Linked DNA regions of Mus musculus: all the other regions are linked to region 1. A link is a contact called in public Hi-C, Micro-C and promoter capture Hi-C data. All regions are on one chromosome and are shown on one strand. Each heading gives the region's core, a stretch centred on a gene start, on an enhancer-like site or on the middle of the called end of the contact. The rest is flanking DNA. Distances are from core to core; before and after follow the strand shown. Region 1 holds the start of Czib (CXXC motif containing zinc binding protein). Region 2 holds the start of Ndc1 (NDC1 transmembrane nucleoporin). Region 3 overlaps Tut4 (terminal uridylyl transferase 4). Region 4 holds the start of Ssbp3 (single-stranded DNA binding protein 3).

Region 1 (6,721 bases), core at 908-3,407:
CTCGGCCTCCTTTCAGCGCCACGCTGTCCTGACAAGAAGCAAACAGAATTTCTAGTCATGTAACAGCTAGACGTAAGGGTCCCAGAGAGATCTCATCCCACCACCTCATCCAGTGGAACAGACTAAGACCACAGAAGTGAGTCACTTGCTGACAAGTGACAAGAGGGTTGAGGAGAGCTCAGTAGTAGAGCATGCTCAGTAGAGTAGTAGTAGAGATATGCAAAGCCCTGGATTCAATCCCCTGGGTGGGGCAGAAGCCTAAGGAGTCTTCCCCTGGTTGAGAAAAAAAGTCCCTCTTGATTTTGAACTCTGCCTCAAAGATGTCTGTTGTTCCCTGCGAGGGTCACATTGGTGCTCTCTCAACACCTGCCGTGCCCCCCCCCCCAAGTGGCTAAAGGAAAGAAAGATGAAATCCAATTTCCCCAATTTTCTGCCCAGGAGCATGTGGTAGGGACCATTACCATCAGCCGGATGTATTGCCACTTCTCTGAAATCTCACCACAGTTGCCACATTTCATCTTGGGGAAGGAAAAGAGTATTATTAGTTGAGCAGGTAGCTTCCTTAGACACAGGGGAAGGGGAAGCACGGTGTAAGGCCAGCTCATAGCCTACTGCCTTCTCTTAATTTATCTTAGATGCACTCTCACTGTGTAGCCCAAATGTGTTTGAACCTGAGATCTTCCTGCCTCTGCTTTCCAAGTACTGGGATACAAGTGAGTGCCTCTAGACCCATCCTATCTTCTAGGGGATTCTTACAGCATCCAATAGGGACATGAGCCGATTTATCTCCAAGTAAGAACAAGGTGTTTCTGATGTTGGCACCCCTGCCCTCCTCTAGAATCTGTGCCATTTGGCTGGGGACTCCAGGTTGTCTCAAGCCCCCAGCAACTCTGCTGGTTGGTTCTGTGCTTAGGGGTCCTGAGTCTGGGGTTAACGGGTTGTCATTTTGTTTCTGTTTCTCTCTCCTTTGTTATTCTGTGTTTCTTCAAGTCAAAGTTCTTCAGATGGGCCCTGGAACTCCTGCTCCAAACATTTTGAAATAGGAGCTGTGGGTGCGATGGTGTTGCACTTGTCTAGTGCTGGGGCGGGGGTGGCGGAATAAGAGTGATCAGTTATGGCTTTGGTTGGGTATGTGAGGCACTGAGATAGACTAGGAGAATAAAGCACAGCCTGGGACGATGAAGGGTGTCACACTGTTTGGGCCTCTAGGGCAGGGTACCTACCCAGTTTACTAGCACTGTGTGAGGTCAAAGGGTGGCCAACTTTCCCAATAAGTAAAGCCAGCAAATAAAACAAGGTGGGTTTATTCACTATATTAAGTAAGCACAGGGTCCCTTCAAATGATATTTTGTTCCGTGTATGTTTATAAACTAAGAGCTGGAAGGATTTCACATCAGGAGAGTGCTAGCGTGAGGCCCCAAATTCAGATATACCCGCCAGAACAGAAGAGGGATAAAACCACAAAACTCCACCGTGTGAGGAGGCCGAACATCTGTAATCCTAGTAAGAAGATCAGGAGTTCAAAGTCATCCCTCGCTACATAAAGAGCGCAAGGCCAGCCTAGATTACATAAGACTAACGTTTAATCAATAAAAATAAAATCTAAAATTCCATCCTGAAGATCTCACTTAGATGCCTGGTTAAGCACCTCAGACCCGGTGGAACTTTTAGAAAAGCTCCCAGTTCAACACTGTGATCAAGGCTGGGCCCTGAGCCCTAAGATGCCCCACTGCCTCCGGATGCTCCTCCCTTCCCTAGAGGAACCCGCCTTCCGTCGCACCTTCAGGTACCACCGGAAGTCCTCGCCCACTGGCCGAAGGTTCGTGACGTTCTCCAGCGTGGCTTTGAGCTGCAGTGCGATTTTCTGAGAAGAGGGCGGGACACGCTGAGTGCAAGGCCTCGTCCGCTCAGCTGCGTGCCACGCCCCACCCCGCCCCTCCCGACTCAAGCCCCGCCACCCGAGCCTCACGCCTTCCATTCTCTCCTGCTCTGAGCTCGCCACTCTGAGCCCCTCGCCGCCTCGGACCCATCTCTCACTGGGCTACTACCAGACGGGATGCCCCAATGGCGACTAGCCTCTCCTTACCCCCATAGCTGCCGGTCCACGTTAAGTCGCTGCGACAGCTGCTTTCCGACCCGTCGTAAAAGGCCGGCGTCGCCGCGCAGCCTCAGTGCGGGTGGGCGGGGAGCGGGGCGTTAGTGAGTGGTACTGTAGGCTGGCGTTTTCTAGCTTGTCCCTCCTTAACCTGCCGGGCTCGGCTGTTTTCGGTAGGTTTGCTGGAACCGATGTAAACGCAAATGCCAGAGATGGTTCCTGATTCTCAATCTGTGCCTTCACTGAGCAGGCAAGATAGTCGGGCTGGAAACCTCTGCCAGACCTCTCTAGGCTCTCGGTTCTCTATCCGACTTCTCACTACCTGTGGTCCTGAGGCTCAGATTACGCTGCAGCCTCCCAGATGATGGGTAGTCGCCCTCTAAACTGCCCACTGGATGTACACGATTTGATGCTGCGACTTTTCCCACAGGGTTGCCCTGTGTCCATGTCCTCGTGGTAGCTATGCCTGAACAGAGCTGACTTTCCCCCACCTTAGTCATATATTTAACCGACACTGCAGGAGCTGGGAGCACCAACATTCGAAAACATGCCCCATTTTTATTTTTTAGAGACAGGGTTTCTCTGTGTAATTATAGCCCTGGCTCTCCTAGACTCGCTTTGTAGACCTGGCTGGCCTCGAACTCAAAAGAGATCCACCTGCCTCTGCCTCTCGAATGCTGGGATTAAAGGCGTGTGTCACCATGCTTGGCTCCCACTTTTATGGCCCAGTCTTTTTAAATTTTATTTTGGTTTTGGCAGGTAGTATGTATGTGCTCCACATGCATGCAGCTCCCACCAAGGCTAAAAGAGGGCACCATAAATAACCCTCTTGTACCCTCCCCCCCCTCAGCCTGAAACCTGGCTGAACAGGTTTCACTGATAGCACGAAGAGAGCATGGGGGGGGGGGTTGGAGCCTGCCACCTTATCGTTCTACCACTCCCACTGCTACTGCCTGCCGCCTAGCAGTTCCGGAGTTAATCAAGTTGTCACCTGAAACTGGACTCCAAGGATGATTTGGCGGGAATGGGTTCCTTCCCCTTCTTCATAAACCAGTGCCTGGGAATAGTAAAATTGAACCTTGAGCAGACTAGTTGTCTTGGTTCCATTCTCTCTCCCGCCGCCTAGCTCCCTCTTCTCTTCCAGATTCCAAGATGCCTCCCAGGCTAGAACCCAGACATGTGAGCCGGCCGCAACACTCTGTGACACACTGATAGAGCCACCCTATGGATGTTAGGAACAGAAATGAGGTCATCTACTACAGCAGCAAGTTCTCTTAACCGCTGAGCCATCCCCCTGCCTGTTGGACACCACCAGACTGGTCTTTAAGTGTCTCAGAAGTCTGGCATCCTGACATGTCACATATTAATGATATCCCTAACGGAGTATGAAAAGTCTTGAGGATGCTTGGGACCTTGTCTCAGAATGGAATGTCTCTAAGGATATGTATTTAGGCTCGTGTCCCTTCAGACCAATGAACCCTATCAAGTCCCATTCCTTCTGATGCCATCTAATCAGCTATTTTCAGCAAGCCATGAAATTTAAGTAATGGCAAGAGAAAGTTCCTGCCAATCTACCTATTGAACAGTTTTCCTTCATACGGAAATAAAGGATATGTTAAAAAGCCCAGCCATTGGCTGGAGAGATGGCTCAGTGGTTAAGAGCACTGACTGCTCTTCTACAAGTCATGAGTTCAATTCCCAGTAACCACATGGTGGCTCACAACCATCTGTAATGGGATCTGATGCCCTCTTCTGGTGTGTCTGAAGATAGCTACAATGTACCCATATACATAAATAAAAAATAAATGCCCAACCACAATAAAATTTTATGCCCAAGAAGCTATGAATGCTAGTCAGGTGTTTTACTACTGAGCTATAACTCCAGCAATTAGTCATCTTGTAAATCTTCAGGGTTTCCATTTCCCTTGAAACTTAAAAATCCAGGTTGAACTATGTGTGGTGGCACCTGCCTAAAATCCCAGCACTTGGGAGACAGATCCCAAGTTCAAAGTCATCCTGGACAGGAAAGGGAGGGGAGGCGTGGTCAAAACAAAACCCAGGTACCTTGTCCTAGAATATTGCTAATGGGGTTCTCAACTTCAATGTATTGAAAAAAATATTCAGCAGTGTGTGTGCTAGCGCACACCCATGGCACAGCAAAGGGGTGGAAGTTCTGAGTCAGTTCTTGCCTTCCACCTTGCTCAGACAGGATCGCTTTCTGCTCCTGGGTGGCTTAGTCCAGGCCCAGCATAGGTCCCAGGGCTGTGGGTAGTGGTCAAGTTTATGCATTAAAGCTTTTCCTGCCAGAACCATCTCCTTGGCCCTCACTGAATTTTTAAACCTTTCCCCATCATTTCCTGTAAATGGCAGTTCTTAGTTGCTTAGGTTTGTTTTTTTCTTTGCTTTGTCAAGTCTCCCACAGAATGTTTGTATCTTACAGACTGAGAATTCACATATTCAGGTGTTTAGAAAAATAACAAAAAAAGATGTTATCGCATTTATTAAAGATCATCATTTATTGTTTATAAAAATTGCCCCAATATACAGAAAAAAAATCCTAATTATGGTAACTAAAAACTCCCACCCGCCTTGTGTCCACAATATCCAATATCTAGATTGGTTTAATCTTGAAGTGTAATCCAATCAGACTGAAGACTAAACACTTCAGGTCCTGGACAAGATAATAAAATACTCGCAAGCCTTCCGGATCCCTAAAACACAAAAGAAAACCAAAATGTTTAAGAAGCAGAGGAAAACTGGCAAATACCAAAAAAAAATTAATAACCCCGATTACTATAAAAATGCTCCTTATAAAGATATTTACAGTAATAAACCCTGAGGAAGCACATGTCCATTAACAAGGGCCACTTACTAAAATGATATATTAGGAAGCCATGCTGTTTTTACTGTGAAAATATATAAAGTTTAGGGGAAAAACTGTGATTTCTAAAACAGATTTTGTCTCTTGTGCTTTTAAAACAAAACTATACATAGAGCTGGAAACCAGGTCAGTGATGGATAGATGCTCTATGTTCAACTCCTAGTACCACAAACCTAAACAAAGAGTTCTACCTCCACCCCAACACAGGGTGAGGGGGCTAAAAGTTGTTTGTTTTTGAGGCTGGGTCTTGTTATATATATACACACATCAGAATGGCTCAATCATGAGATTCCTATGTTGTTTCTTTAAAACAAAATCTGAATTGTTTGGTTTTATCAATGAAGCCTCCAAGAGCCAGATACTGGAGTGAAAGCTCAGAGGGGCAGAGAAAGCGCCCAGCTGACGTTCCTCATCAACCAATGTCCTAGAAGCGTCTCCGAAGCTCCTCCTTCAAACTGGATGCCCCTCCCTTCTACGTCCTGCACCTCTCAGCTCTCCCAACTCCCTGTTACTCTCTAGTTTTTTCCTATGTTCACTCTCTGTCAACTGATTGCTCTGCCTTTTGGCCTATGGTCGACTTAATCATGTTTATAATATTCAAGCGGAAAGCTCCTGGATTACAGGTGTGTGCTAAGGCTGAGCCACACCACACCTAAAGGCAGGGTATTTCAAAGTAAGTAACACAATCTCGGGTTCGCAGCGTGAGCTGATCTTCTGCGCTATTCCTCCCGAGTACTGGAGATTACAAGCATGCACCACCTGCCTCAGCTCCTGGTGCTCTCTAAGACTAAGACATTACACGTGGAGATGTTAGGTAGAGCTGGGCAGAGGAGACACACATGCTTCTATTCAAAGTTCAAGGCTGGCCTGACCACTATAGCTGAGTTCCTGGACAGTCATAGCTAGATAATAAGAGCCTTTCTGAAACCAAAAAGATGTTATCACTGGCTGTCTATTAAGGATATGAAAGAACTCCCCCTTTCTCTTTTCTATAGCTCCTGTATTTTCTACAATGACCATCTATTGTTCTAAGAGTTGAAGAAGAAAATTTAAAGTAGCAAGCAGCACTGACAAGTGTGTCCAGAAAGCAGAGAGCCTGCCAAATTCTAAGGTTCTTTATAGCAAATAGAATCACATCCTAGTGTTAGAAGTCACACCATTGGCAACATGCATTTTAAAACTTAGATGCAAGATTTCAAATTTCACCAAGACTAAGATGAGCTAGTCCGAACAGTCAGCACAGAGAAGCTGTTCGCCCAGTGAGGGTCACACAGCACTGTGTGGCCTCATGTCATTTCCTCTTCTGGTTGTCACTACACATTCCTCCATGTCACTGAGAAGCAGCTGTCACTATTTATTCTTCCATGTCACTGAGAAGTAGTAACTACATTAACTACAAGAAGCAACTTCTGAAAATACAACTGGCCCAACTCTATCTGCATTTGTGGGCTCAGCCATGAGTGGATATAGTTAGGTCTATGGGGTTTCCAACTGTCACATGTATGTTCAGACATTTTCTCTTATCATTTCCTAAGCGATACATTATAACGGCTATTTCCCAGAATTTGGTTTTATAAAGATGACTTATATGGGAAGTACATAGGCTTCAAGCAAACATGACACTAATTTATATAAGGAAATTAAGCACTAAAGACTCTAGTACCAGAATTCCTGAAACCAACCCTTCCATGATACTGAACCACTGTGACCTGGAGCCCCTATGAGGAGGACCACACCACCCACTT
Region 2 (6,088 bases), core at 3,541-6,040, 520 kb after region 1:
CACACTGGGTCAAAGATGGCCCTCTGTGCTCCCTCAGACCTGCCCAGTGCACGGCACATAGGGCCTACTCCTACAGAACGAGCCAAGTGACCAGTGAGGCTTTAAAAACAAGAGTGAACGCCTTTAATCCCAGCACTCAGGAGGCAGAGGCAAACTCAAATAAATAATTTGAGTATTATTTATTCAAAGTCAAGTTTCACTGACTTTGAAGCCAGCCTGGTCTACAGAGTGAATTCTAAGACAACCTGGTCTACACAGAGAAAACTGGTCTCAAAATATAAAAATAAAAATAAAGTAAACTAAAAATGCTGACTCGAGCGCCCTCACCTGGCCCTACATAGAGAAGGCCCAGGAGCAGAGGAGAGAGGGAAAGAGCACACAGGCCATAAGCCAAGGGGTTCTGAACAGGGCTGACTAGACAAAGAGACCTAGCCACCAAGAAAGCACTAAGAAAGCAAAGAAAAATAATATGTATTACAATACCCAGTAAGGACTTAAAATTTTACACACTATTTTTAAATATAGAATTCTTTAAATACTAAAGAGTTAAGAGATGTTACAGCAAAAACTATAAGTAGATGGAATACATGAATAAGCGATAAATAATCAGAAAGGCCGTAAGTGACCACTCGGGAATCTGGAAAGGCAGAGAAGGAACAAGCCAAGTGGGCACTGTTCTGGAATCCAGGCTGCGCCCAAGGGAAAGCCCAGCTTTCTGTAATTATTATAAAACCACAGACTTTGTTATTTGGGGAAAGAAAAAATAAGTCAACAGCCACAAATGCAGTGGCACATGCTTGCAATCCCAGTGCCCAGGAGGCTGAGGCAGGAGTGTTATAACCTTGAGGTCAGTCCAGATGTAGTCCCCTACCTTACAAGAATTATCTAATAATTCATTTACTAACTCACAGCTTTAACACTAGCTGTGAACTAATAAAAGGTTTTACATTTTTCATTGTGGCAAAATATAAAATAAAATTTACCTTTGAATCATTTTTAAATGCACAGTTCTGAGACAGGAGGACAGTCACACTGCTGGCAAGTTGCCCCAGGCCCTCCTGACCCCTTTGTGCTGCAGCCCCTGGCACTAACAGTCCACTCTGTCTTTATGACTTGACCTCTTTATATACCCAGCTTCCCCACAGCAGACTCATAAACGACTATCATGAAAGGTCTAAATGTCTCTTCAAAAGAGAAACACCAAAGTAATTGTAAGTACAACTGAAAGGATAACAGAATACAGCTATGCACACATTTCTTAAAGTCTGCCCTAAGTAAGATGAATTATTTTTGTTTTGTTTGAGACAAAATCTGCCATCTAACCTAGGCTAACTGTCTAACTCACTATGTGGCGGAAGCTGGCCTCAAACTTATGGTGACCCTCCTTCAGACCTACTCAGTGCTAAGATTACAAGCATGTGCCACCACATCTGATGCTCAAACTTTTAAGAAAGTTAAAATTCTGAAACCTACCTGTATAGAATTCCACATTGAAAATACTTATTATTATAATGACCACGGCCAGCAGCAGGAGGTGAAAGATGACTTGGGAACTATAGAAGTCATTGCAAGAATCTAAAACACAAGAGAAATGAATTAGTGATGCTCATTCAGTTTTTCAGTTGTGTTCAGCACACTGCAACATTTGAACTACAACTATGGTGTTTTTAACTTCATTTATTTGTGTATGCAGATGTATTTGTGAACGTTAAATGTATCTGTGTACACGGCACGGGCCTGAGAGGGCACTAGATCTCTCCTAGCTGGCGTTACAGGCATCTACGGGATACCTGGTTTATTCTGTGAGTGTTGAGATCCAAGCCCAGGTCTCCACACTTAGACAGCAAACATCCTTAACCATTGAGCCATCTCAACAGACTCTACAACTATAATTTTAACTTTCAAAGAATTTTTAAGAATTTACTTGTATGCTGCTGTCAGGTCCAATAGGACATCAACACAAGAACTCCAAAGTAAATTATTCAGATTTTGTTTTGGGTACTGGAAAATGGTATTAGAATTTCTTTTAATTCACACAGATGTTGCTAACAGAGAAAATACAACCATATGTAAACATTTCATCATAGGAAAGCTACCATAGTAACAAGCCAAGTTTGTTTTCAAAATGTAAACAGTATTTCTGAACTTTATATAGTAAAGGCAATTAGTGCCTCAGCTAAGGAAAAGTAATGTGGAAACAGTGTAACTTACCAGTCCTAAAAAGGGTTAGTCTAAACAACAAAACCCAACCAGACACTCAACAACCAACATGCTTCCAAGTTTAAACTATGAGTATGTTACTATCTAAAAATATGAACAAAAGAAAGAGACATGAGACATGCTGGCTGAATAGACTCACTTAATAATGAAAGCAATTATTTTCAAAGTAGAATTCAGAAACCAAAATTAATCCCAGATTTCCTAGGTCTCCAACAATTAATCATCTGCCATCTCTGCCAGGGCTTATGGGTTATGTTCATCAGTCCTGCATGATTCAGCAAATATGACACACATCAGCTAAAGCATGATTGTATCGCTTAGTAGCGATATTCTCAAAGGCCAAACAACAACGACAACAAATTCTAACTCCTTGATGGCCTACACTTTCTTATAAGAAAAATAAGGAATATATTATTGAGAAAAAAAATCTCCCAAAGTAATTTGTGTTTTTTAGTCTTAGGGAATATTTTCAAGACTTCAAAACCTATTCTGTACCTTTATGACTTTTTAATTTTTTTAATTTGTGCTTCAGTGAACTCATGGACCATAATGAGTCTTGTATGAGTGTGCTTGCTCATGCACACACATGTAAAGGCCACAGCGACACTAGCTCTCTTCCTCTGTGGCTCTCCTTATTTTTTGAGCTAGGGTCTCTCACGGAACCGAGAGCTCAGCAGCTGGCTGGCTGGCCAATGAGCCACAACACTGGGGTTAGGATATGCATCACACAGCTGACTCTTGATTGTACTGAGAATCTAAATTCAGGTCTTCAACTCAAGCAGCAAGCACTTTACCCTCTCAGCGTCTTTCCAGCTCCTAACATCATCATTTTATTTTCACATCCAAAGATTCCAATAAGCATCCAGCCTGTTTCCATCTCCTCTGTCTCAGCAGACTTGTACTAAGTCTTCCCTGACATTCTTTAGTTTTTGGCCTCTCTTCTCTTTGTTGGCTACAACATAAGAATAAAGTATTCTTTAAATAACTGTATAGCTTTTTCTTATTGCTTTTGAAATAGTTTCTCTATATGTATCCCAGGCTAGCCAGGATCTCTGGAGCCTCTTGCTACACTCTCCTAAGAGTTGGATTATAAGAATGTGCTACAACTAGCTAGATTAGACTTTTTTTTTAATACCAGTCACAATTCCCATCTGCAATTTTAAATGGATGGCAGGGAAAGGAAAAACAAGAAAAGACAAGGGAACTGGGGCTGGAGAGATGGCTCAGCAGAGGGCTTTTCCAAAGGACCTGGGTTCAGTCCCAGCACCCACATGGTGGCTCACAACCATCTGCAACTCTTCCAGGGGGATCCATAAGCACCAGGCACACACGTGGTGATGAACATACATATATACAAGTTAAATACTTATACACATGAAAAATACAAATAAGCCAACTTTTCTTTTCCTTTTTTAAGGAAAAGACAAAAGGATAAATACTTGTGTGGCTTCCTTTTCTTTTTTACTGCACCTCTAGGGATTTACTATATATATGCCCCAGATTGGCCTTGAACTCAGGTCGTCCTGCCTCTGCCTCCCAGGACACTGGGCCATCACACCTAGCTGTGTATATAAGTAGTCTTCTAATGATCTGTCCTGTCATCATACATAATCCCTGACACACTTACTGATTTTATATAACAAAAATGACAGTTCTGTGAGTGCAGAAATGCAGAGAGTGAGTGCCTTTACGTAATGTTTTAATGTCAATACAGACAGTAATTAAAAATCACCACTTACCTGACAGCCACTGTATAGGGTGGAATAAATTGATGCTGCTTAAGACTATAAAGGCTGTGATGCAGACGGGTAGAAGCACTACTGACCAAACGATGCTGGTAACTATCCTCCAACCCAAAACCTAAAATTAAACACAACTCTTCAATCAAGAAGTCAGTTACTCTAACTCAGACATGCAAATCCTGCTTCTCCATTTAGGCTATTAACATGAACCACTACTATTTGCATTCTCTTTACTTCTCTCCTTGCGCCCACTCCCCACCCCCCAAACACAGAATGGATGCAAGGAGGTGAGCTCTCCTTAGCTGAAGCCTAGAGTAGGCTGTCTTAAATAAACCATGAATATATGCTCGGTTTAGCGTCTCCCCAACCCCAGAGTCTGCTAAGGCCACATTCTTTCAACACAGAGCAGCCCTTCCCGTTTCCTAGCCCAAGGAATCAAGCCATTTATTATGCATTAGCTCGAATCACTAACCTTTTGCTCTACAACTTTTCCACCAAATTTCCATTCGGGCCATCCCAACCACGCTGACAAACTTCCACTTCGGACTCCAGCTCAACACCCCAGACCTAACTTCCACTCGGGGACGCCCACACACCCTTGCACCCAATCCCCGAGGCGGTCAGATCCCTACACGCTATTCCTAAAGCGCCTCCAAGACAGGCCCCTTTAGCCAAGCGCGCAGGCACCGCCAGAGAGGCAGGGAGCGCCACGGCTCGCTAACTCACGCGCCAAAGGATGTCCCGCGGCGACCCGCCGGCGCAGGGCCCGCTCGCAGCCGTGGCCATGGAGATGGCGGCCCCCGCTCTCAAGCGTGCCGGGGACAGAGTGTCCGCCCGCCACCACTGTTCAAAGGCAGGAAGGCCCCGGGAGGACCCAGCTGGGGCTGCCCGGTACGCTGCCTGGGCAGGGTTCTGCAAAGCCGCCAGACCATCTCTCCGCAGCTTCGCCTGAACAGACTCAACCGGCCAGAACTTCCCCGTAGCCACATGCCTCCAGGTGGGCTGTGACTCGAGGAAGCGTCCTCTGGAGTCCAAAAAGTCCTTCCGAAGCAGGGTCCATCTGGGCGTCAAAAACAAAGGGCGACGGTGCTGCATGCTGGGAACTGTAGTCTCGACGACCCCTGAGAACCAAGGGGAAGAGGAGCGTTGCATTCTGGAACTTGGAGTTCCAAAGTACAGGCTCGCGGTGTAACGAGAAGCAAGTTGGGGTGTCCTAGAACTGGAGTTACAGTTGTTGGCTGCCATGTGGTTACTGGGAATTAAACCCGGATACTCTAGAGGAGCAGCCTTTTACGGGACTCACCTCCCAGCCCCTCCCTTTCTCTTCTATTTTTTTCTTTCTTTTTTTTAACTAAAGCTGTAATAACCACTGGGAGTGAAAAGGTTGTTATATCACTTTTTCTTCCAGAATGCCATCTTTCTTCTTCTTTTTTTTTTAAAGATGCATTTATTTTATTTATATGAGTACACTGTAGCTGTCTTCAGACACACCAGAAGAGGGCATCAGATCCCATTACAGATGGTCCTGAGCCACCATGTGGTTGCTGGGAATTGAACTCAGGACCTCTGGAAGAGCAGTCAGTGCTCTTAAGAGTTGAGCCATCTCTTCAGCCCAGAATGGCATCTTTCTAAAAGTGAAACCACAGGATACTGAAGCTGCCGTCTTAATACTCAGTAACTTCACTGAATTCCTTTTATTAAAAATAAAGTGTTTTATTGATAAGAAAGGTATGTTTTGGTTTTTAGCTTCAGCTATTAATACTTGTTAAGTGCAGCATCTTGATCCTCACAGAGCCTCTATTTCTTCAAGTGTAAAATAAGGATAAAAACACAACATCCTGTTAATGGGGTAAAGATGTAAATACTATATACTATAAGACAACTATTGAAGGCTGGGGTGTGACTGAGTTGTAAAATGCTTTCCTGATATATACCAAACCCTACAGCACCTCCCAAAACATGGCAGCACTCAAGAAACTGAGGCAGGAGGCTATAAAGCTCAAAGCCATCCTTAGCTAGTGAGTTTGAGACTAGTCTGGAATATGTGAAACAGCTGTCTCCAAAAAGAAGATTACCATTGGTGGAGAGGTAGCTCAGCTAGCTACATAAGCATGAAGACAAGAATT
Region 3 (6,299 bases), core at 2,161-4,660, 660 kb before region 1:
CCAGATCACTTTAAAATTAATACCTAAAGCCAGATATTATATATCTGTAATTCCAGGGAAGCTAATGCAGGAAGACCACAAATTTGAGGTCAGCCTGCATTATATAGCAAAAGTGTCCCCAAAATGAAGTATACTAGTAGTGGGGCTGTAGCTCAGTAGTAAACCATGTGTTTAGTGTGTACAACGGCCTTGGTTTGATCCCTAACAACAAGGAAATTAACATTTGCAACTATTGTTTTTATCTTTTCTTACCTGCCACACTACTATTCCTCTGGCGGGCCATCTTGACCTCTGGGCATTCGCGGCGAACATGTCCAGCATCTCCACATATGAAACACCTAAGGTCTCGGGAGTCAAGAAGGTCACGGGAGTCTTTTTCTTCTTCGTTCCCTTCCTTCTCTTCTTCACTGTCTTTCTTCTTTAGTCTAAACAGTAAACTGCTGATACCAATAATGTGGAGCCAGGAACTTACAAATTGATGATTCACAAAAACTAAACCATATATAATGAAAAACGGACTAACATACACAACTCTATGCTGTTATTTTTTAAAGAAAGCTACTTCTACTTATAGCATACCTAAATCATATAACAAAAATTAAGTATCATAGTCGTTTTATGACATTATTTGTTTGTTTATTTATTTAATTTTTGAGAAACGCTCTCACTATACAGCTTGCTATGTAGAATCCACCAGCCTCCAAGTCAAAGATCTTCCTGCCTCCACCTTTCAAGTACTGGGATTAAAGGGGTTTCCACAGTCCTCAGCCACTTGAAAAAAGTTTAATCTCCAGTTTTAAACTTCTAAGATCCTTAGAGATTGCTACTTATTGCTACTGTAAAGACAGTGGTTTAGAGAAAATAAGCACCTTGCCTAAGACAGAAGACAGGGCTTTTCTGTTTAATAACTTCCAAATGCATGAGTCACATACATATCTTCTCTTCTGTTATTATTGGTTTTTTTTTGTTCTAGATTTGTTGTTGCTGCTGCTGTTCTGAGACAGGATCTTTCTATTACATAGGTCTGTAATTCACAGATTTCCCTGCCTCTGCCTCCCAAGTGCTGGGATTAAAGGTGTGTGCCACCATGTCCAGACCAGCAGATATATCTTGAGGTGGTATAAAGGACATGTGTTTCTCAATTCAAATCATATACAGATACAGCCCAACATGTAGCTCTAGGATTCAGTTTACTGTATGAACTTGCATTAACTAGGAAGTCCTTTTCTTCTTGCTCATAGCAGTTCCAAACACATAGCATGTTTCAATAAACATTTCTATTTAAAAAAAACTGAGTGAATAAGCAAATGATATAAGAGTACCATTAACAAAAATTCCTCTCAGATGAACATTTATTTACTTAAAAGCCAATTAAAAACCTTGAACTTAAAAAAATTAAACTTTCGTACTTAAGACACTTCTGAATAAAATTATAAATACAAGTTAGTCTCACATATACTTTCCCTATAATGTTAATAGAAAATGATTTACCAACCTTTTCCTTTTGGGACAGTCTTTCATGTAGTGACCTATTTTTCCACACACACGGCAACAACGATCATTAGGAGCCAACTCTCCATCTGTTAGTACTCTTGAATCAAAGAAGTACTCCTATAGAAATAATACAATTTTATTATTAAAAAAATGTAAAATGTCCAAAATACAAAGATCGATATGAAAAAAAGTCCCAACATTAGCAAATATTTCACTGTAATTGAAATTTTGGACAAAATAAATAAAATTTAGAATTATGCCAGGTGGTGGTGGTGGCACACATCTTTACCTATTACTTGGAAGACAGAGGCAGGTAGATCTCTTAAGTTTGAGGCCAGCCTGGTCAACAGAGCAAGTTCTAGGAAAGCCAGACATACAAAGAGAAACCTTGGCTTAAAACAAAAATAATTAATTGATTTAAAAAATTAGAATTATTATAAAGTCATAGGTGGTAACAGAACTAATACTTTGTATCCACCACATTATAGAGTACAATGCAAAGAGGCTACAGAGAAGTGGAACCTCAATAAATTAAATGTTATTTTCAACTACAATTTATGAAAAAAGAAACTGCACCTCAGAGATTTAAATCATTTGCACATGGTAATGAAATTGGCTAGGTTTCATATGAAATATTTAAAGTTTTCTCTTTAATGATTACAAAGCTCATGCTTTCTGTTAAACAATGCTACTCCTACAAAGAATTTCTAGTCCAGCCGATTCAGAGCTCTGTTACACAGAAAAACCCTGGTTCAAAAACAAAAACAAAAATCCCCGGCCACCACCCCAACCCATAAAAACCAAAGGAATTGTTCTCCTTTCCAAATGACTTTATATAAAGAAATCATCTTGCTTAATTAGATTTGCAATTAAAAAAATAAAAAAACATGTGTATGGGTATCTGTCCATGAGGTTACATGGACCATGTACATGCAGGAGCCCAGGAGGCAAGAGGGGGGCATCAAGTCTGCTGAAGCTGGAATAACAAGTGGTTGTAAGCTGTCCATGTGGGTGCTAGGAACTGAATTATGAAGTGCTCTTAATGACAGGGCCATCTCTTTACCTCTGCAAATAGCCTTTAAAGAATATGTAATACTTACCATATGTGTGTGTGTGTGTGTGTGTGTGTGTGTGTGTGTGTGTGTGTGTACATAGATATATATATATACATATGTGTGTGTGTATATATATATGTATATTGTGGAATGTACCTGAGAAGTCTAGAAAACATTTTTCAAGTCTCCATACTAAGTTGATTTCTCTTTTTTCCTAGCCCTTGCTGAACCTTGTCAATGCTCGGTTTTTCAGGAACACTAGTCTATCCTAAGAATAGCTATACTCCTGGAAGCCAGGAAAGCAAATTTGTTGCTGATAAAACATTGGGAAACATAGAATAAAAGTAAGAGATACCAAAATAAGTTGGTAATAAAAATAATTGAATATAAAACAATGGTCAGTGTAGAAAAACTGAAAACCATATATATTTCTGGTTATGACTGTAAAATAGCAAAGCTAAGTTAAACACACAAGCATATGAATAATCAATGAAGCCAGGAATTCTACTTCTTGGAGTAGTTTAATGAAAACATAGTCATGAAAAAATTACCCATATATTCATAAAAACACTGCTCATAACAGCTACAGCACAAAAGCAACCCAATTAAACAACTAACAAATGGATGATTAATATAGTATATTTATATAGTGGAACACTATTCAGCCTTAAGAAGAAATAAAGTATTGACACATGCTACTACATGTAGGAAATATAAAATTATGTTTAGTAAAAGAAACCAGGACCAAAAAGATCACATATTGCATGATTCTAACTGAACAAAAAGAATAAACTCTAAAAGAAGACTAATGGATTAAGAATAAGAAAGAGGAACTCTCTTGGAGCCTGTCCTATGATCGGGAGTTCTTTCTTACTTTCCATAATGACCCTCTGCTTCCTCTTCTTAAAGAAGAGGAGGAGGAGGAAGAAGAAGAAGAAAAGAAGGAGGAAGAGGAAGAAGAATGTGTATGTGAATGAGGTAGGGGAGGAACAACTAGAGAGATGACCCTAAATTAAGAGCAATTACGGCTCTTACAGGAGACCAAATTTCAATCTCAAGAACCTACGTGAAGCAGCTCACAGCTGTCTGTATCTCCAGCTACAAGTGGATTAACACTTCTGTATTCCAAGGACAGATACTCAAGTGTACAAACCCAGACAGCAATCAGCATGCAACCAAATAATTCAAGTGCAAAATATATCTTTAAAAAAAAGAACTCAGAAATAAAAGTAATATACATTTTGTTGATATAGTTGCCAAATATTCAGCCTAGTGAAAAGCTCTGAATTATACTTTATCAGAATTACACCTCTTGGGAGCGGGTGGGGGACTTTTGGGATAGCATTGGAAATGTAAATGAAATAAATACCTAATAAAAAAAATTATCAAAAAAAAAAGAATTATACCTCAACAAGAATGTTTAAGCTAGTATAGTAACATGCAAGCAGGCAGCCAAATGGCAGAGAGAGAGTCTAGAAAATGAATAAAGAAGCCCAAGTATTAAAGTATTACAGCAAACATGCTTAGAATGGACACAGAAATAAACTCAGGCAGACTTAAGAAACTAAATGACAGAGGCCCTGTAAGACTGACATCCATGGACTACAGGTATGTACCACTATGTATAATTATAATTCTATTTTCTACAAAACACTGAACAATAAACAAATAAAAACAGCAAAAAATTTTCCTTTATCATTTTTCCAGTTGCTTAAGGCAGAAACAGGCATCATCCAGACTGTTATTCTTTATCTATCATGACTAATTAATCATCTGGTAGTGGCCATTCTACTCCTAAATGATCTTCAATTCATGTTTTATTACCTCACCATTAGTGACCTAGTTTTGAGATTTGAAATATTATGAAAATAATTACTTTAAGACATTTAGGTGATAGACAAACATGAAATGTAATTCAAGAATCTGCGTAATGAAAGAGCAAAAATATTTGCAAAAATTTATATATTTAAGAAAGTCAAACTATGTAATTTACTGATTAAGAGGAATGTAATTTTATGAGTGTGTGTGTAGAGAAAGTAATTTACTTGAGGTTACAAAGATAGTGTTTTAAATCAAAATCCATGGCAAATATCTGTAATCCATCTCTAACAAGAAGGAAAAAAAGGAAAACTAAATAAAGTGGGTCACCAACAATCTGCGTGGTGTGTCTCTGACCTGGAACCTGTTGCCTGCCTTTGGATCCCTTTCTCCCAGCTGGGCGACCTTGTTTGGCCTCAGTGGGGGAGGAGGATGCACTTAGTCCTGGTGAGGCTTGATGTGCCAGAGTAGGTTGAAAAGAGGCAGAGTGGGATGGGGGCTCCCTCCCTTTATCCTCTAACTTAGTGAAATTTGATTAAAACAAAACATAAAACATTTTCAAAAAACTTAATTATTTATGTGAGTATCTGTATGTATGTGTGATGTGTGCACACCATATGTATGCTGCCTGGTGCCCATGGAGGCCAGAGCCCTAGAACTGTAGTTACAGACAGTCGTGAGCTGATGTGGGTACTGGGAACTGAAGTCTACAGGAGCTATTAATATCTATTGCATCATGTCTCCAACCCTTTAAAATAAGTTTTATAGGATGAGAGATTACAAGTAACTAAAGATATAATAAGACTATCAAATTTTACTGAAAGTCCAGCTGAGGGTGGCAAGTATTAATTTATAATTCTACTAAACTTTAGAAATTGTCTAGGTTTATGACTCTTTTCCCATTAGTGTTATTCAAACACACAGACAAATGATTCCTGGAGTTAGTATAAGGTTGAACATATATGAATACCACAGGATAGTCGGCACTATATAGTAAGGAAAAGTATGAAACAAAAAGGAGACAAGTTCAAATGGGAAAAGAAAATGGAGACATAAGATGGATAAGGAGAAAGTATATTACTATATATTAGAGAACCAAATGGTAGAAAAAAAATAAAGTGAGAATGAGAAGATAAGACTAGAAAATATAAAGGGGGGGAGGCTCTGAGATAGGGTCTCATGATAAAGCCTATGCTGGCCTCACGTTCACCAGCTGACCTTGATCCCCCTGCCTCCACTTCCCAAGGGCTGAAATTAAACCGGTGAGCCACCAAATGCAGCATATTTATCTTTCTGGGCAATCTTACAAGTATACAACATATTTATTCGTAAGAAGGATGTTAAGTGTAAGCATGAAAGTGAATAATTAGTTCCTGTTAAGTTATAATACTGACATAATAAAGACAAAGACCCAAAGAAAATAAATTACAGTAAGTTATGAAATACCATATACTAAAAATTAAAAGAGAATAAAAAGATTTTAAAAGGATTAACAAGCTCATAGACTCCTTTTTAGACTTCCTTTTCTTTCATGCTTATAGGTGTTTTGCCCACATTAGACTCCTCTTTATAAGTATCAAAATAACATTTAGTTTACATGCTAAATAAAAGACAAAACTAGAGATTTTTCTATCTGTATAACTAGTTGCAATGCACTGAATTATAAAAAATTAGAAAACTTTTATTAATAAGGTGAAATTATTACATTTAAGTTAACTAAGGACTCATATAGTATCTCCTATTGAATATGCACATAGTCAAAATTACCGTAATTCCAGGTAAGATGTCACTAAATATTGTTCTGCTATGTTAATGGATTAATGAAACTACTATGTTTTTTTCTACATCATTTTGTGTTTCAAAACTTTTGAGTTTTGAAATCTCCTATTTAATTATTGCCAATGTAATTATTATTTACTATTAAGGGGATGT
Region 4 (6,991 bases), core at 4,094-6,593, 980 kb after region 1:
TTTAGCTACGCTCAAAGGAAATTTTTGAGCTGGCCATGGTGGCTACAAACTCAGCACTTAGGTGGTTGAGGTAGGATGGCTAAAAATTCAAGGTCAACCTGATCCACATACTGAGTTCTAGGCCAACCTGAGCTACGGCAGTTACCTGTGTCCCACCCTTGTCCCCTTCAACCCCTACTAGGCTGGTGAGATTGGTGAGCCAGTAACAATGCCTGCCACCAAACCTAACCCTAACCTGGCTTTGAGCCCCAGGATGCACATAGGAGGAAGGCAGAACTGAGTCCCAAGTTGTCCTTTAACTTGTACTCTCATGCTACACATCACACATACACCCAACTCAAATGTGCACACACACACAATATAAATAAATATAGTTAAACATAGAGTATTCAGGCAAAGGACAGTGAGTGAGCTTCACCTCACAGTGAGTGAGCTTCACCTCACCTGAGAAGAGCTGTATGAGTCCCCCCGACTTGTGACCCCATAAACCCCACGCTGTATGTACACATAAACACCCTATACTGTGTGTGACATATACACCCTACACTGTGACCCCATACACCCCACACTGTGTGTGCACATAAGCACCCCACACTGTATGCACACATACACCCCACACTGTGTGTGACATGTACACATGAAAGGCTGCGCTCTGGAAAACAGAGCTAAGTCCACTCCGCACTGCTGCTCAGCTGCCCCTCTAGTCTAAAACACAGGTTTCACCTTTACTTTCTTTTTGGTTGTGGTCACTTTTTTCTTCAGCCAACACCAACCAACCCCCTCGCAGCTAGCTCTTAACAGACAGACACATGATTCTGAATCTTCAAACCCCCTGCAGACAGGTTATCTGCCTCTTTCATGTAACTGCAAAGTGATGAAATACTGTTGTCCCTCAACTTAAAACACCCAGGAAGGAGGGTCTCAGGAGGCAGGCAGCAGAGGCAGGTGGGCAGGAGAGCGGGAAGGAAAGCGAGGAGGAAATAAAGACCACTGCCAGTTGGCTGTGCACTCGCTTTTGATACTAAAGAAGTTAGAGCCATCCAACCCTGTAATTATTGCCAGGATTAAAAATTTGTTACTCACATAATCATGAAAGGCTTTTGCTTCACTTGAATGTTCACAAGTGTCTCTCCTTTCAGGAGCTGCACAGTAAAGGTCCCAAAATACACTGCAAATAGAAAAAACAAAGTAAGATCAGGTTACTAATTATTACTTGTGTACACAACAGGGAGTACAGGACGCATGGTACAGCACCAGCTCTCCCAAAGGCTCCATCCTACCTTACAGCACTGGACAAACTCAGCACATAAGATAACTGGACGCAACCGCTCCTGGCAAGCCAGACGTCTGTAACAGCTGCCATGTAAGCAGCTCCTCTATGCTGGGTATCTCCCATCAGTGACACTGTTTGTGGTTAGCAGTCACTAGAGCTCACAAAGGTCAGCACGGCCCGCCCCTGGTTTGTCCACAGAGGGACTTGGATGACATTCTGCCCATCTCGGGGCTCTGTCCCTCTCACCACCCCAAACCAAAATGGCTGCAGCGTAATGTAAAAAGGTTACATTGTCAAAAGTCAGAACACGACCATGATTCATCTGCAGCGCAATCTGGGTGACTCCAGTAATGAAGGAGGCCTTATGGGTTCTTAATCCTTTAGCCTGCATCCCCACCTGTCTATGAGGCAAAAAGAAGGAGCTGTGACAACCAAGAACCTTACCCCTGTCACTAAGCAAAAGGGCCTCCTCAGACAGCACCCATCCAGTACAGAGAAAGTGGGCAGGGTGAGCGCAGCCCAGGGCACAGCACTCAAGACCCTCTGTAATTCTCTGTGATCACTCCAACACTCCACAGTCACAAGAACAGAACAAGTGCCGTCTCCACTATGAGAGTGCTACACAAACACAGGACCTTAGAAACGCCCTATACCAGAACCAAGGCCTAGCCAAACCCAGCTTGAAGGGCACAGTGAACACTGAAACTGAGGTCTAATCTGACTTGTGGTCCAATGCCGCTGGCCCCATCACAGCAAGCTCCACTGTCATTAGAAAGCACCCCCTTCAAGGAGTGCCTAGAACAAAAACCCATCCTCAGCACCCACCCACCCCCAAAAACAGCCGCAGAGTAAACATCCTAACAAGCCAGAGACCACAACCCCTGACAGCCACAACAACCCCTGACAGCCACCACAACCCCTAACAGCCACCACAACCTGAGCCTGTACAGCCAACCTTCCACTCCTGGAACAAGGATTGAAAAGCCACAGGACTTGACTCCAGGAGCCACAGGACAACCAGGTCTCTGCACAACTGCAGATGGAGGCAGGGACTACTCTCCTCCTCCAAAACTGCTTCCTGGAAAGCCCACACTGCAAAGACTTCAAGACACCCTCATTCCCAGCACCCTCAAAATAACGTCTACCCACAAGCCCAAGTTTCTTTAAGACCCACAGCACTCAGATCCATCAATCCCATCAACACGCTCGCTCACCTCTAACAGCCAACCTATCACCCACTCCCGCAGGTGGAATCCTTGCGCCACACCACCCGCCTCCTCCGACCAGGCAGTTGGGTGGTTGGCAAAGGCCATTAAAAACTCATTTTGTCTGCACAAGTTAGAACAGACACTTCATCCTCCCGATGTTCAAAGAGCCTTGAAACAGTACCCTGAGCTGGCAGTCAGGTAGTGCTAACATCCCAACGACACTACACTTGACTCAACTCCACCAACATATCAAAAGCCACCCCTCCTCCTTTCTCCTTTTCAAAAGGATGTGAAAGAGTCCACCTATCAGCCCCACAAGACATCCAGGTCACACACTCAAGACAACTAGCTTAAGGCTCTGACCCTGAGCTTCCCTCCTGCCTGCAAAAAAGACCACAGGCTGCTCAGGCCTGGAGAGAGGGTCAAAGATAAGGAGAGCCGGTCCTGAACAAGCTACAGGCATCCTGCCAGGCCACCTCTGGCTGGTTAAGGTTCTCAGTAAAATAAGGCTTTGTGGTTGCAGGGATGCTGGGGGGGTGGGGAGACGGAGAAAAGGAAGGTCCAGTCAGTCTGAATCAGTGTCTCTACAGGAAGTGCGGCCCTTCTTGCTTTTCTCATGGTCCCTGGAAAAGGCCCAGTGGAGACCTCTTAAGGTTTGGCGTTTCTGGACGCAAACATAAGGGACAGGCCAGTTGCAGAACGGACCTGGTGTCCCCTCCACCCGCCCTGCCCCCACTCCTCTAATTAAAGCAGCATGCAGGATTGACAAAAAAAAACCCTTCCAGCTCTTTCTAAGCCCCCTGCTTGGTGCCCCAGAGTGAGATGGAAAAGCATAACAAAATTCAGTCAGTCCCCACAGGCGGAGAAATGCCAGCAAAAACTTGAGGCAGCACGCAGCCTCTTCTGCCCACTCTCCCTTGCCAAGCCTGGTCAGATCACCCAGGGGTGCTTGTCCGTAGGAGGCAGAGGCTAAAGGTAGAGGGCCTGCTCTGGACCCCCGTCTTTGTTCACTTGGACCCGGACCTCAAAACAAAACACACACACAAAACTATCACACAAACTTACCACCACCACGAGTGCAGGAACCCAGGCGGTTCACCCAGTGTGATGTTTTTTTCCCATCGAATCTAGAAAAGAGGGAGCGGAGGCAGCTTAGAGGGGCAGAAAGGAGGGGGACGCAGGGCCTTCCCCAGCCAAAAGGCTGTGAAGACCAACTAACAATAAATGCCAAAAGGTGATAAAAATTCAAAATGGTGGCCACAGTGGCTGCTCCTGAAAACAAAGGCTCTAAGAATAGTGGGGAGGAGGGGGTGTCAAGAAACTGGATGCTAGGGAAAGAGAAGGAGTCCCACTCACCTCTGATAAGAAGGTCTGTGCAGATTTCTGTGCTCCTACGTGCAGTAAATATTCGTAGACGTATAAAGCTAACCTGGAAAGTGAGGAGTGAGAGGAGAGAGAGAGAGAGAGAGAGAGAGAGAGAGAGAGAGAGAGAGAGAGAGAGGTCAGATCACATTAAGGCTCGCTCTGGACCCTGCCAGTGACTGTGAGCCCGGTCTGTGCCATCCCATTGTGGCCACGACAAGAGGTGAGTACCTATCACCCCAGACAGAACAGCTAGTGGGTGGGTACCACAGACAAGCTGCACCAAGCCGCGGGAGCCGGAGACCGGTCCCCAAACTTGAACTTCCAAGTGGCACTGGGACTAAACCCACCTAGGTCTCGCAAACTCGCAAGCCCCTTACAAGAGCCCTGCCTGAGCCACCCTCCTTTTCCCAGCCCACTTCAGCTCCCTGCTTTAGCCCAGCTTTGGGGTCCGAACGGACTCGGTCCCAGTCCGGGTACTTGGCGCGCTCTGGAGAGGGCAGCAAAGCGCCGCCCTCAGCATCTCCCCCTCAAACAACTGTCCCCCAAGCCTGGGGCCGGGCCGGCGCCGCCAGCCCAGCCCAGCCCAGCCCGGACGCCCCGGAGCGCACCGGGCTGACGGGGAGGCCGCTGGCTGGGTAGGGAGAGCGCTCCCGGGCGAACAAAGCCCCCGGCACGCACTCCTCACGCCGCGGGCGGACAAAAGGAGCCTTCGGGGCTGCAGAAAGCCACGCGCCCCCTGCCCGCACTCGGTGGGCAAAGTAAGGGCCCCGCGCCCAGCGGGCCGAGCGCACCGGCTCCGAGTGGGACCTCGCCCACCCTCGTCGCGGACCCCCGCGCCCGCTCTGCCCCGCGCCTACCAACTACCCTCGCCCACCGCTGCCCTGCCGCCCCTTCAGGGTGCCCCAGCCTCCGCCGGCGCCCAACAATGGGCTCTCCACGCCACCGCCGCCGCCGCGGGGCAGAGACCCGGGCCCCAGGGGCACCAGGCGGCGCGACCCCCGCGCCCACCTGCCTCCCGCCACCCGCGGCGCGGCCCCACTCGCGAGAGGCTTACTTTTCCCGAGCCTGCCCGTCCGAGGGCACCGCCGAGCCTTTGCCTTTGGCAAACATGGCTTGCAGAGAAGAGGGCGCCGAGCCCGCCGCCGCCGCCGCCGCTACCGTCCGGTCTCCCGAGCTGCCCTGCTCCCGGCCCCCTCCCGGCGCTCGCCCGCTCGCTCGCACTCCGCTCGCCGCGCTCCCTCCCTCCCAGGCGCAGGCTCCGCGCTCTTTCCAGCTGTCAAAGCGTCAGCCCCGGCCGCGGCCCCATCGCCCTGGAACTCCTCCCGCGCCGGCTCGGCCTGAGCTGCGCCGCCGCCCGCCCGAAGCCTGCAGCTCGCTTGCTCGCGGCCCGCGCGCCCGCCGCCCGGCTCCGCCTGCGCCGCCCTCTGCGCCTTCAGCACCGCTGCCGCTGCCGCCGCCGCCGCCGCTGGTCTACTTGGAGCTCAACCGAACGTGGCTGCCCCGGCAGGAGCGCGGCGGGCGTCCACGCCCCGCGACGGACGGCCGCGGCGGCCAATCGGCGCGCGGGGGCGGGCCTGGAGGCCGAGAGGGACGCCTGTCAGCACGGCCGCGCCAGTCCCGCTGCGCCTCCTCCGCGAGCCGCTGCCCGCTCGTGCCCCGGCCGGGGGAGCGGGGGGCGAGCCTTGGCGTTGGGGTGGGGCGGTGACTCGAGGGGCTCGGGCGTGGACTGGAGCACCCGGCCGGCGCGGCGGGGACTGGGCGCTGCGACAGCAGGCGCGGACCCCGGCTGGCCCGGCGCGCCCCTTTCCGCGTCGGCCTAGCCCCCAGCGCCCCCGCCTCCCCGTGCTGAGCGTACCCTCAGCGGGCCAGGACCCCGGCCGGCCCTGCTCCCCTCTCCGCCCCACCCCGGGCTGCCTGTGCCCAGCCCTGCCTCCCGAGCCCCGGCCAGGGCTGCACGCGGAGCTGGGCGGCCGAAGCTGGCGCCAAAGCGCGCGGCTGCTTCTTTACTAGATCGTTAAAATACTTTGGGAAACCCCAAAGTGGAGCCGCGCGAAAATGGCCCTTGGCGTGCTCCAGGCAAGCTGTAGGAGGGAAAAGAGGTCTTGGACTAGAGGGAAAGAGAGTTGATTTCTCTCAAATTTCTGAGGTTTGCTAGCCCTGGCAAGTTAGCCTCTCGCCTTTCCACGGGAAAGGGTTCCGTTTGGATGAGGGACGTCACCTGGACGCCTCGCGACTCGGAATGCGCGCCGCAGAAATCTCAAACTTCAAATAAATGGAGCTAAATTGGAGAGTAGGGGACCAGAGTCGGGCGTGGGGGGAGGGGAAGCTTCCATTGTCAATGACCCAGGTGTACAATGGGAAATGGGGGGTTGGCAGAGTGACCAAGCTTTTTGCTCACGACTCCTTTCTGTCCACTCGAGGAACCCAAAAACCTGCAGTGTATTCTCATTGGAGTCTCCAAATCAAAAACTGGTGAGATAAGGGATGGCTCCCCATTTTCATACTGTTTTTAGAGCGCGGTTCTCTTTAAATGTGATAAAACATTGTCGGCACTGTCTCTTTAAAAGAGTCAAGCAGAAAAGCTGTGTAAGCGCTGATTGGCTGCCTGTTTGGATACATCTTTAGGGGAGCCTTGAAACTGTTAGCCTAGGTTGATTTTTTTTTTTTTTAACTGCGCTGTTCCAATAAACAAGTAACGCCCCTCCCCCTAACATGCCTCACACCAAACAATTAAAGGATAGGTCAGTGTCCTGGGGAAAACACGTTTTAAGTAGGAAAACTCAGAACTAGATTTCAACAAAATAAACAATAATTCCCTACCATTAAAGTTTGCTTTTTTTGCCCTGCCGAAGAGAGAAAAGGGGTTTTTAAAAGAAATGCCCCACGGCAAACGGATCTGCACTGGTTCAGGAAGGAGACTCCGGGTGCATTTTTGGAATAATGTTCTACACTTGTAACAGCCTCCCTAAATTAGAATACAGCCAAGCACCGTGGACCCCTCTGGACTCTGCTCTCTGCTAGAAACCAGAGCTCAGACAGAAGAAGGGCAGAAAAGAGAAACACTGAGACCTAGTTTGGGGATGCCAATGCCAGCCCCTAGTTTAAAGGTTGTCTTGTCAAGAAAGGGAGAAGCGTGGAGGTTGGG

Evidence for each region. Promoter capture Hi-C pulls out the DNA fragments that hold promoters and counts their contacts. A called contact is a pair of places that touch in the nucleus more often than the background predicts.
Region 2: a contact with region 1 is called in a Micro-C map of embryonic stem cells, with 4 times the contacts expected there. The contact joins the promoter of Ndc1 here to the promoter of Czib in region 1. A contact is called at or near these places in 3 of 39 promoter capture datasets (embryonic stem cells, liver and neutrophils), 4 of 484 Hi-C or Micro-C datasets (CD4 T cells, LSK cells, embryonic stem cells and 1 more) and 4 of 115 datasets of contacts at active chromatin or transcription factors (astrocytes, cardiomyocytes, effector CD8 T cells and 1 more).
Region 3: a contact with region 1 is called in a Hi-C map of bone marrow-derived macrophages, with 4 times the contacts expected there. The contact joins the enhancer-like site here to the promoter of Czib in region 1. A contact is called at or near these places in 6 of 39 promoter capture datasets (the C10 cell line, the HPC-7 cell line, cranial neural crest and 3 more), 1 of 484 Hi-C or Micro-C datasets (bone marrow-derived macrophages) and 1 of 115 datasets of contacts at active chromatin or transcription factors (pro-B cells).
Region 4: a promoter capture Hi-C map of erythroid cells shows a contact between it and region 1, with 13 times the contacts expected there. The contact joins the promoter of Ssbp3 here to the promoter of Czib in region 1. A contact is called at or near these places in 2 of 39 promoter capture datasets (erythroid cells and pre-B cells).

Annotation. Positions count from the first base shown.
Region 1 is chr4:107,885,262-107,891,982 of GRCm38.p6, reverse strand. It overlaps Czib (CXXC motif containing zinc binding protein), which reads right to left and starts at 2,157. Exons shown (of 8, transcript NM_001347160.1): 1 at 2,087-2,157; 2 at 1,781-1,864; 3 at 462-518; 4 at 1-28. The coding sequence starts at 2,092. It overlaps Magoh (mago homolog, exon junction complex core component), which reads right to left. Exons shown (of 5, transcript NM_001282737.1): 5 at 4,559-4,806. The coding sequence ends at 4,707.
Region 2 is chr4:107,366,749-107,372,836 of GRCm38.p6, reverse strand. Ndc1 (NDC1 transmembrane nucleoporin) reads right to left here and starts at 4,790. Exons shown (of 18, transcript NM_028355.4): 1 at 4,689-4,790; 2 at 3,960-4,080; 3 at 1,474-1,575. The coding sequence starts at 4,748.
Region 3 is chr4:108,543,367-108,549,665 of GRCm38.p6, reverse strand. It overlaps Tut4 (terminal uridylyl transferase 4), which reads right to left. Exons shown (of 31, transcript NM_175472.4): 26 at 1,496-1,611; 27 at 253-425. Among named protein-coding and RNA genes, the nearest start is that of Gm22345, 8.9 kb to the right of the region's middle. Within about 2 kb of position 3,410, at least 2 of the 459 cell types and tissues checked have an H3K27ac peak or open chromatin away from gene starts, as enhancers often do. A contact at or near this core is called in bone marrow-derived macrophages, where this site is marked.
Region 4 is chr4:106,909,822-106,916,812 of GRCm38.p6, reverse strand. It overlaps Ssbp3 (single-stranded DNA binding protein 3), which reads right to left and starts at 5,343. Exons shown (of 18, transcript NM_023672.2): 1 at 4,901-5,343; 2 at 3,838-3,910; 3 at 3,547-3,608; 4 at 1,084-1,168. The coding sequence starts at 4,956.